Regions from separate parts of the Sus scrofa genome. Here region 1 is linked to region 2. The links are chromatin contacts, called in public Hi-C maps. All regions are on one chromosome and are shown on one strand. The core of a region is the stretch at or near the end of the contact, and the rest is flanking DNA. Distances in the headings are between cores, read along the strand shown.

Evidence for each region. A called contact is a pair of places that touch in the nucleus more often than the background predicts.
Region 1: a contact with region 2 is called in a Hi-C map of skeletal muscle, with 4 times the contacts expected there. The contact joins the promoter of ZNF391 here to the promoter of ZNF184 in region 2. A contact is called at or near these places in 9 of 47 Hi-C or Micro-C datasets (alveolar macrophages, fetal heart ventricle, heart right ventricle and 4 more).

Annotation. Positions count from the first base shown.
Region 1 is chr7:21,386,979-21,393,115 of Sscrofa11.1, forward strand. ZNF391 (zinc finger protein 391) reads left to right here and starts at 2,142. Exons shown (of 4, transcript XR_001297755.2): 1 at 2,142-2,686. The region is part of intron 2 of LOC102159855 (zinc finger protein 2 homolog); the gene reads right to left.
Region 2 is chr7:21,433,057-21,438,370 of Sscrofa11.1, forward strand. ZNF184 (zinc finger protein 184) reads right to left here and starts at 2,180. Exons shown (of 7, transcript XM_021099796.1): 1 at 1,718-2,180; 2 at 1,343-1,472.

The DNA.
Region 1 (6,137 bases), core at 892-3,391, 46 kb before region 2:
CAGAGATTAAATAAAATAGAAAATAGAAAAAGAGATAAAGTAAAAACAATTTCTTTTTTTCTTTGAAAAGATCAACAAAACTGACAGCTCATTACCTGGATTGACTAGGCAAAAAATAGAGAGACTCAAAGTACTAAAATGAAAAATGAAATGAGAACGTTACTACTGATTTTACAGAAACCAAAAGAAGTACAAGAGAGTACAATAAGATGTGTAACCTATGTGAAATGGACAAGTTTCCAGAAATGCAAAATCTACCAAAACTTACTAAAGAAACAATCTGAATATACTTATAATTCATAAGAAGATTGAGTCAGTAGTCAAAAGTCTCCCAATAAAGCCTTTACTGATGAATTCTACCAAACATTTAAAAAATTAACACAAATTTTTCTTAAACTCTTACAAAACATTAAAGAGGAGGAAATGCTTCCCAATTCATTACATGAAGCCAGCATTACCATGATACCAAAGCTAGAAAAAGGCACAAAGACAAAAACAACCCCTCCAAAAACACCCCCACAAAATTACAGACCAATATCCCTTATGAATAAAGACAGAAAAATACTCAACAAAATATTAGCAAACCCAACTCAGTAGTATATCTAAAAGATTGTACACCTTGACCAAGTGGCATACAAATATGGTTCAATGTACAAAATCAATCGATGTAACAGATTATACATAATTTCCACATCAGTAGAAAGAATTAAGCAAACCACATGAACATCTCAATTGATACAGAAACAGCAATGACAAAACTTAATACCCTTTCACAACAAAAAAAAAAAAGCTGTAAAAGGAAACTTCCTCAACGTGATAAAAACCACATATGAAAACCCCACAATTAACATCATACTCAATGGCTAAAACACTGAAAAACTTCTCAGCAACGAAAGATGCCCACTTTTGTGACTTATTCAACAAAATAGTTATAGGCAGAGCAATTAAGCAAGAAAAAGAAATAAAAGACATCCAAATTGGAAAATAAGTAAAATTATCTATATTCACAGATGACATGATCTTACATGCAGAAAACTCTAAATAAATAATCTATGAAAATATTGTTACAAATTATAAATGAATTCAGCAAATTTATAGAATATAAACACAAAAAATTCAGTTGTATTTCTACACACTTGCTATGAACAATCTGAAATGAAAATTAAAGAATTCTATTTGCAATAGCATCAAAAAGAATAAAATACCTAGGAACAAATTTAACCAAGGAGACAAAAGACTTGTACACTCAAAACTACAAAATATTGCTGAAAAAAATTAAGGAAGACCTAAGTAATTGAAAGACATACCATGTTCACAGATTCGAAGACAATATTGTTAAGATGGCAAGACTACTCAAAGCAGATTTGATGAATTCCCCATCAAAATCCCAACAATGTTTTGTTCCAACAGAAACAGAAAAACCCATCCTAAAATTCAGATGGAATCTCAAGGGGCTCTCAAAACTAAAATTATCATAGAAATAAGTTGGAGTTTTCATACTTCCTAATTTCAAAACTCACCACAAAGCTACACAGTAATAATCTAAATAGTATGGTGCTTCAATAGGAACAGATATATAGACCAATGTAATAAAAAAGAGCTGGGGTGGGGTTTTGGGGAGGGAACCTTCACATACACCTCAACTGATTTTCAGTAAAGCTAAGAGCATACCAGTGGGAAACGACAGCCTTTTTCAACAAATGCTACCGCAAAAACTGGATATCTGTGGGCAAAATAATGAAGTTGTACCCTTACTTTACACCAAATACAAGAAATAATTCAGAATGCGTCAAAGATCTAAATTTAAGGGTAAAGCTATAAAGGATAGGTAGGATCCTGTATAAAACACAGGTAGGATCCTCATTGTATTCACCTTTATGTCTCATGGTGGAATTGGAGAAGTGTCCTGCATTTAACCGCATTTAAGCATCTAGGCTGTGCAAAAAAAAAAAAAAAAAAAGCCTTTTCTTCAGAGAAAGTGTGAGGTCCACCTTCATTAGAATTGTCTTGGATGCCTGGGACTTTCCTCAGATCGATGCGTAGGAAGCCTGGGAATCTGTATTTTATTTTATGTTTTGTCTTTTTAGGGCCGCACCTGTGGCATATTGAGGTTCCCAGGCTAGGGGTTTAATGGGAGCTGTAGCTGCCGGCCTACACTACAGCCACGTCTGCGAACTACACCACAGCTCACGGCAACGCCGGATCCTTAACCCACTGAGCAGGCCAGAGATCAAATCCGAAACCTCATGGTTCCTAGTCGGATTTGTGTGAATCTGTGTTTTAAACAACTCACCGGGTATGGTGTTTAAAACTATTAACCATTGGTTTGTACTATACTTTGTAGAATGTATTAACGTCTTCGGCGCCTGTCAAAGACCCACTTTCTCCGGCCTCTAGCATCAGCTTCTCAATCTCTCAACGTCACACACACCACGCAAATGGCTCTGCAAAAATCTCCGGGAAACTTAGAGCACCACAGGGCGATTCCGGACTCTCCCGCGCAGGCGCAGAGCCACGGCCTCCAGTATGTTGCCCACTCTCCTTAGCGTCTCTGTTCTCTAACAGGCCATTTGCCCCGGGAGAATTAGGTCCCGGCGGTTGATCAGGCAATGACTGGCCCCGCATACCGAGCAGGATACGACCAGGGGTCTGAGTGGAAGAGCGTCTGTGATCCCCAGGAAACTTGGTGAGCGAGGGAGCAGCGGGTCAACACAGTGGTTTCCCATTAATCCTTCCGGCTTCCTCAAGCCCTGCACACTCAGGTTCCGTCTAAGGGCGGGACCCACCCGGGCGGACCCACCCAGGGTGTGTCCCAGTGCTCGGCCGAGACGGCCGGTGAGTGGGGCACGCAGTGTCCCGAGGCCTGAACGGGTGGGCCTGGAGACTCTGGCAAGCAGTCGTGCGGAGACACTCGGCTCTCTCCGGGGAGAGGGCCGAAGGTGGCCTGGCCGCAGATCTGGCTGGGAGGTGCCTCCGCGGTTGGAACCTGGCGCGGTGTCTCTGCCCAGCGCTCAGAGGTCGCCTAGCCGTGGGCACAGCCTAGTCCCTCGGCTGCATTGACAGTGATAATTCCCAGGGTGAGCCCCTGGGAGATAGAAAAGATCAAAGTTGCGTTCCGCTCGGCTCCAGCTGGGCGAGGAGGGGCTTCTGTACTTGGGTGTCTCCCAGATGCTTACTGTGCGCCAGGCACTGTTCTAAGAGTTTTTACTTACATTAACTCATTTAATTCTCGCATTAAGCCCATGAAATGTACTATAAATATCCTCATGTTACAGATAAGAATATTGAAGCACACAGAGATGAAGTACCTTACTTGAAGTTACAGAGTTTGAGAGTGCTAGCATTTATTTTATGGTTCTGGTGATGAGGGTTAGTACTTGAATATAGTAGGTGTTATTTGTTGGGGGAAGTATTGACAAATTCTGTGTATCAAATTTTGTGAATTTGTTGTGATTATGAGCCAATTTTTATGGACTCTGCTTTCTTAAGACCATCTTTTGGTAGGCCTCGAGACTTGACCACCTCCGTTTTAGGGTTGAACAGAAACTGCCTAGGCCTTCCTGCTGCCTTCTACATTCGTAAAGGAGCAGTTAGCCCGATACCAGAAAGCAAAGCACCTAGAGAGGACCTATTCCAGAACCTTCAGCACCTGCTTCCTTCTGAATGAGATAATTTCTAATATTGAAGGGAGTAGATACAAGGGAAAATACTTCCTGGATCAGCAGTTGATGATAAGAGGAAGTGGCATGATTAAAAGAATTTCAGCTTAGGACAACAAGAGGTGATCGGAGCTGTGAGGGCTAGAAAGTTAGTTGTATAAAGAATGGGGTTTGCTGGTGCTGCTGTACTTTGTGACCACTATACTGGAGAGAATAATGATTTGGTAAGGATGCAGTATCCATAGGGCAGTAAGGTGATCCATATAACTAAAGTATGAAGAAGAGAAAAGGGAGAGGTAACACTGCACATCGTGGTGGAGGAACCTCTTGGATGAAACCTGGATAAGTGTATGGTCCTAACCTTGTGGAGATAGTGACCTCCTAGCCTCCCTAAAATAGATCTAGGGGGCTCCCCCAAGACTTTTGTCATATCTACCAGAACTGTCTTCCCCATTTCATGTGCATCCTCCAAAGGCAGAAAAAAAAATGCATCTGTCTACACTCTAGAGCAGCAGTACAAATCCTCTGAGAGCGTCTTTCCTTAAATGTACACCATCACAATTTAAAAGTTAATTCATTTGAGGTGAGCACAGCAGTAATATAATCTCTTTGTGTGTATGATATTCTTTATGATAAGCTTTGCCATTTTTACCTTGTAGCATTCACAGAAGCTTTGTGAGAAAAGATAAACCGGTACTGGTAATGCCATTTTATTTTATTTATTTATTTATTTATTCATTTATTTTTGTCTTTTTGCCATTTCTTGGGCCACTCCCGTGGCATATGGAGGTTCCCAGGCTAGGGGTCCAATCGGAGCTGTAGCCACCGGCCTATGCCAGAGCCACAGCAACGCAGGATCTGAGCCGCGTCTGCAACCTACACCACAGCTCACAGCAACGCCAGATCCTTAACCCACTGAGCAAGGCCAGGGATCGAACCCAAAACCTCATGGTTCATAGTCGGATTTGTTAACCACTGAGCCACAACGGGAACTCCTGGTAATGCCATTTTATAGTGTGGACTAGATTTTTTAAAAAGTGAGTGACTTGCACAGAGATGCTTAGCTCTATGATGGAGCAGTATCTCCACCTTCTGTTTTGACTGTCAGGAAGAAGCAGGGGTCTACTGCCTACTCCCTTTGAACTCATCCCATGTGAGAAAATCGATAAACCAGCTGTATTATATGCCTTAGAACACCTAGAGAGGTTAGAGCATTTGTACTTGACCCAAATCCATCCTTTACCTTTTCTCGTTAAAGAACTGGGGACTAACCCAGACATAAATGTCTACTGTCATTTTCTTTGTGTCTTGGAGGAGGGGGAATTATTTTGGGGCATTTGTTTTACCTCTTAATACTTAGGGTTGCATTCACCTGGCCCAATATGAACAGTGCTAGATCAGTGACTCTGGATACCTTAGGATAAGACCTGTTATTCCCAGATTTGCCCTTGACCAAAAAGAAAACCAAGAGGAAGCAGAAGAGGGAAAGGCAACTTTCTATCTCACTATAAAATCTGTATGCCGTGTAAGTTGAGTCTTTTCTTTTTTGGAAGTTTGTGTCATCTCGCCAAATGGAGACACATTTACTTCTCTTTTCATAGAATGTTCCTTCTTAGGTAAGTGTGGTAAATTTTGTCTGATGGGACTATTCCCTGTTTGCCTGCTCATTGCTTTTAATATCTTACTCAGCACCTCTTGCTCTATTTCATCATTAGGTGATTGGCCTGTTTCTTGAATGGTGTCATCTAAAACATGGACCTTAGGCTCTCACATGTCTCTGGGATTTAGAAAAGTCTATTTATTCTAGTCTTATCCCCTCAGTCTAGGCAGATGGGTCTCTGCCTCAGAGTTGGGAATCTAAAATTAAATTCCAGGAATCATCTCAGACCAAACAATCAAGCCCAACATCTTCATTTTACAAATGAGGGTATATAAAGCCAGACTGGTTATTTTTCCTTGGTTTTTATTTAGCTACCAGTGGAGCTATGATCAAAGTCCAAATTACTTGGTAAATTCTTATACCATAGGGCCTCTATCTGATGTTTCACTGATGTATACCAAGGAAGCAACTTGCTTTGTGGTAGCACTTTAGAGGAGGCCAGGAAACGTAATCCTTAGTTTACACAGTTAAGGCTTTTAGTGTGGCTGGACTTATTTCAGCCTCCAGGATAGTTATTTCTCAGAGGTAGTCACTCTCTGAACCTCCATGGCTCTGGAGGGTCAAGATCATGCTGGTGTCCTGGGATCAGCAAGGTTTAGTTTCTTGGCCCTTACAGGCCACAGGAATGGAAAATGTGACCCAAGTATTCTTTCCCTGCCTGTTGAGAAGCAGTAAGTAGGATGTAGTATAGTGAGTTTGAGTCCAGGATTTATCACTTGACCTTGGGCCAAATTACTTATCCTTTCTATACCTCAAACTCTTCATTTGTATTGTGGAAATAACAATAGTACCCCTCTCACTGTTGTGAGACTCAAATG
Region 2 (5,314 bases), core at 930-3,429:
TAGGAGGAATATTCATTAAATATGCTAGAGACATAAAGTTGGAAAGGACAGTTAAACACTGAATAACCAAATTAATATTCTTAATTATTCTGATAAACTGGAACATTTGGCCAAAAAAACTGAACACTCATAAATGTGAAGTCCCAACATTAAGGATAAAAACAATTCTATTATACAAGGATGACAAAAACCTAGTTCACCGTAGTTTATGTAAAAAAGATCTAGGGCTAACAGCATATTATTGCTTAATTTTTACTTTTATTTATTTATTTAGTCTTTTTAGGGCCACACCAGTGGCATATGGAGGTTCCCAGGCTAGGAGTCGAATTGGAGCTGCAGCCACTAGCCTCTGCCACAGACACAGCAACCTGAGATCCGAGCCTCGTCTGCGATCTATACCAACGGCTATGGGCAACGTTGGATCCTTAACCCACTGAGCAAGGTCAGGGATTGAACCTGCATCCTCATGGATACTAGTTGGATTAGTTAACCCCTGAGCCATAATGGGAATTCATTTGCTTAATTTTTAAAAAGCAAATAAATTTGATGCTAAACAGCAGAAATATAATCCATATCAAAAATTTTCAAAATATACCTAAAGAACTACGTTTAGTTTTAGGCAATGAATTTTAAGAAGCATGCCATCACGCAGGAGAGTTTTTAGGGAAGAGGACCAGATATATTACATGAAGACTCATCAAGGGAATTGAGGCGATTTTGTTTGGAAAAGAAACAGAATTTGTGAGTAGGAGTTTTAACAGCTGAATTCACATATCTGAAGGGCAACAATGTTAAAGAGCCAGCAGTTTCTTGCTTTTGAGGACTAAGAGCTAAAATCAACACAGAAATTACAGAGAAAGACAACTGTGCCTAATATAAGGAACTAAAAAAAGAAAGACCCCACAAGGGAATAGTCTGCACCCAAAATGCTGTTTAACACCACACTTGTTCAGGCATAGGCTTAACAGATGGCCATCTGCCAGGGATATTTCAGAACTGATTCTTGCACTAAGAGATGAGTACCAAGACTTTTCCTGACTGCAACATTATCATTCTAATTTTTAATAAACAGAGGTTATGTGAGGATCACAGACATTCTGAATCATTACTTCTTTTCATTCCCCAATCCCAAAGTCAGGCAGAATTAACTCTTCCTTCAAGTTTCCCCCTATAATATAAGTAAGTCTCTCCCTATGATGTAATTGTTTCTTTCTCCATCCATCCTTATATACATAAGGTCCCTTCCTTCCACTACTTCCAGCTCTGCCAAGTGTTTAATTTTCAAGTCGTGCCTGCTGTTTTGCCTCCATCATCCCACTCTCCCCCAAGTCTTCCCCATTACCTTCCATCTCAAGTGCTCATCCCCTTCCTCTTGGAATCAGGACACCAGGGTTTCTCAAGCTGGGTCCTCAGTCTGGAGCCCAGATGTTCAGCAGGAGGATGAGCCCTTACGCCCGCTGAAGTTGGCTACCCTAAAAGACACAGGATGAGGTCAGCAGCAACTGTCATACAATCACAACTCAAGAGTTTTGCAGAGCGGCCAAGAGGTCCTTGGAAAAGAGAAGTGACCAGAGAGAGCATTAAAGAGACATGTGGCATTCCGGCTGAACAAAAACAGAATGGAGATCGAGAACGCAGATTCTCATCCCCAGATTCCAAAACCCCTGTCGCCTATCCTAGAATCTGACCAGAAGCTCCCACCTACCCGGACGGTTACCTCTGTGCACACTTGCGGGCTCACACCCCCGCGGGCTCAGGAAGACACACCTGTTGCAGGGCGGAAAAGCTGGAAAATGGACAACAGGGCGGGGCCCGGCTCTGGTCCTTCCTCCTAGGCCGGAACAAAAGAACAAAGCCCTCCCAGGGATCGGAGCGGAACAGCCCCACTCTGAAGGAGGCGATGGGCGCCCCTTCTAGGACGCCCCAGCTCTCTCCCACAGAGGCCGCTTCAAGCGAAGAGAGGAGTGACGTCACGCGGCCGGAGGACTGGCGGTTGCCATAGTGATACCTGGGCTTCCCTCCCTCTAGAGCCTGCCACACACTCCTATCCCCCGCCCGGAAGCTCTGAGACGATCACCAAACCTAGCGAAGGGAGCCGAAGCATCAGGTCTCCCCCCTCTTTTCACGCCTACAGCCGGCTTCAACGGCCACTTCCGGTCGTGAGGAGAGAACCCCGCCCCCGCCCGCCAGCGTTAGATCACGCCCCGCAGACACGCGGGACTACGATTCCCAGCATGCTCTAGGACGCTAAACTCCATTTCCCAGAGGCCTCAGCCAAAGAGTAAGAGCCCTTTGAGCAGGGCCTGGGGTTCTGCCCTTCAGTCGTTTGTTCCTTGGTCTCTGAGTTGAAAGTGTTCGTTGGAGAGGTGACTCTCAAGCATGTGTGACCAGACTGATTATAAGAGTACACATTTATACACGTATATAATTTTAAAACACAATTATGTCATAATGCAATACTTTCCTGTATTACGTGCCCTACCTTGTATTTGATATTATACTTATTTGTTTAAAAAATTCTGGTCGTGACCCATTATATTGCTTTCATGACTCTCAAATGGGTCGTAACCTTCACTTTAAACTGTGAGGTGGGCTTCCCATGTTTTGACCGCTGTAGTGCACGGTGTATGCTTACTTCAGCCCACACATAGCTATGAATGAAACCCAACTCCAGTCTGTCGATGTGTCTTTGGCAGAATATCCGAAAGATGTCGATAGGTTTCTATACTTTTAAATGTGTGGCCCAAGCACTTTACTGTACTTCTGTGCATCTCCATATTTGTATAGCGGGGTTAAGGTCAAGTCACAGACTACTGGCTGACAAAACACTAAACTTGGAATCCCAACACTAAGTATATGAAAAACAAAGTTACAGTAAAAGGAAAGGGACGGTATCTAGAAGCAGATTTCAGAAAAAACCTACTGTGAGAACCAGAAAATTTCTGGCAACAATTTGGTATTCTAAGTAGATTGCCAGAAGACACGACCTAAATGAAACAGAAATGAAAGCTGTGAAAGAACAGGCTGAAATAAAGACATCAGATGAAAAGGAATTAAAACATATAGCAAAGAGTATTTAAGTGCAGGAGCATTATTCATAATGGAGAACTGAATTGATGCTACGAAAAAGTGACTAGGTTATGTATAGGATATTCTTTTAAAGCTGAATGATTCAAAAGAAAGACAAATGAAATAGAAGAAAATGGCTGATAGCTATAAAGGACAGAGGATGGAAAGGCAATATGTAGATGATTGCCATAACAAAATGTCGGTAATTCCCATAGATTGAGTGGCTTAAACAATAGAAATTAATTTTGTCACAGTTCTGGAAGCTGGAAGTCCAAGATCAAGGTGTCAACAAGTTTGTTTCTCCAAAGACCTCTTCCTTGGATTACAGATAGCCACCTTCTTGAAGTATCCTCACATGTCCTTTGCTTTATGCATGCTTTTCCCTGGTGTCTCTTTGTGTACCCAAATTTCCTCTTCTTATAATGATACTAGTTGTCAGATTAAAATAACGCTCTTTTAAACAACAAATTTACTGGATACAAAACCCCATATTCAAATATATGTTGTATTCATCTACACCAGTAAAAATAGACAATTTTTTGTCATTTACAATAGCAAGAAAACTATCAATATTCTAATAATAAACACAATAATAAATGTAATAAAATGTGCAAGAGTGCTATATTAAAAGCCTCAAATCACTGTGCTGAGAATTTTTATTTTTTTATTATTTTTATCTTTTTTTTTTTTTTTTTTTTTTGCCTTTTCTAGGGCCACTCCCACGGCATATGAAGGTTCCCAGGCTAGGGGTCTGTAGCTGCCAACCTATGCCAGAGCCACAGCAATGCGGGATCTGAGCCGTGTCTGCAGCCTACACCACAGCTCACGGCAATGCTAGATCCTTAACCCACTGAGTAAGGCCAGGGATCGAATCCGCAACCTCATGGATCCTAGTTGGATTCGTTAACCGCTGCGCCACGATGGGAACTCTGAGAGTTTTTAATAATATCTAAATAAATGAAAAGATATATTCATTGATTGAAAGACTCAGATTCAATGTGTTTGAAATAAAATTGTCAAAGTGGACTTCTGAGAGAATTGACAAACTATCTCTGAAATATATGTGCTTGTGGAAAGGACCTAGAATAGTCTCAGAAATCTTGCAAAGAAAGAACAAATCTGGAGGACTTTTATTACCACATGATAAGACATTCTAAAGCCATACTGATTAATAGAGTATTCTTTGGCATAAAGATAGAGAGATCATTGGAAGAAAATAGATATGCCAATATAAAACCGCATACATATAAAAAGTATCTGCAGTTCAAAGGGGAAAATGATAGATTTTTCAAAAGGCTGTACTGGTCAACTGGATATACAAAGGAAAACAATATGGATGTTGGACTCTTTTGTAAACTATTTCCTAAACTAATTCAAGGTGGATTAAATACCTAAATGTGCAAGGTAAAATAATACAAGTTACTGAGGAAAGCAATAGACTCTTTTCATGAACTTTGGGTTGCCAAGGATTTCCTGTTTAATAAGCACAAAAAGCAATAACCATAAAAGATAAATTGGACTTTAAAGTTAAGAACTTCAGTACATCCAAGGACACCATTAGCAATGTAAAAAGGCATAGAGTGGGAGATGTTTTTAATAAATATATCCGACAAAAGATTTACATCTTAACTATACACAGAACTTAAAATCAATAAGGAAAAAAAAAGACAATAGTAGTAAATCAGATGATGGGAATCTACATAGTATCCTTTGGGACAAGGGCTGATTAGCTGGGTCTCTAACCTTGGTGGGGGGGGGTCCTCCTTCAAGGACAATGTCATGTCATCTTTCTCTCAATGCAATACTGGCACTGGCACATTATTTCTAATCCTTTTCGAAGGGCCTCCATTTTTTACCCAAACCTGTACAGGATATAGTAGATTGCCAGTAGATCTATTTCCATCTCTTCCAAGTGAAACTTCCTGTACTACAGAGGCTGGAAGATTAAAACTATATTGTCCTAGATCCCTTGCTGCTAGGTGCAATTTAAGATTTGTCTCAGAGTTTTCAAATGTGGAAACAGGCACCTTCTGATTCAGTTGTTTTGTGCTGACAAAGTATTATCATGGACACATTGGGATTTTCTGCAGAGGATTATAAGGTGAGGGGTGGCAGTTGTTTTGTTAATTTACATCTAGGAGCATGGCTTATTCCAGAAAATGTAGTTCTCAAAGCGTGATCCCCAAACCAGGACCAGCAGCAGTATTTGGCAACTTGCCTAGAAATGTAAATTGCTTCCTGACTG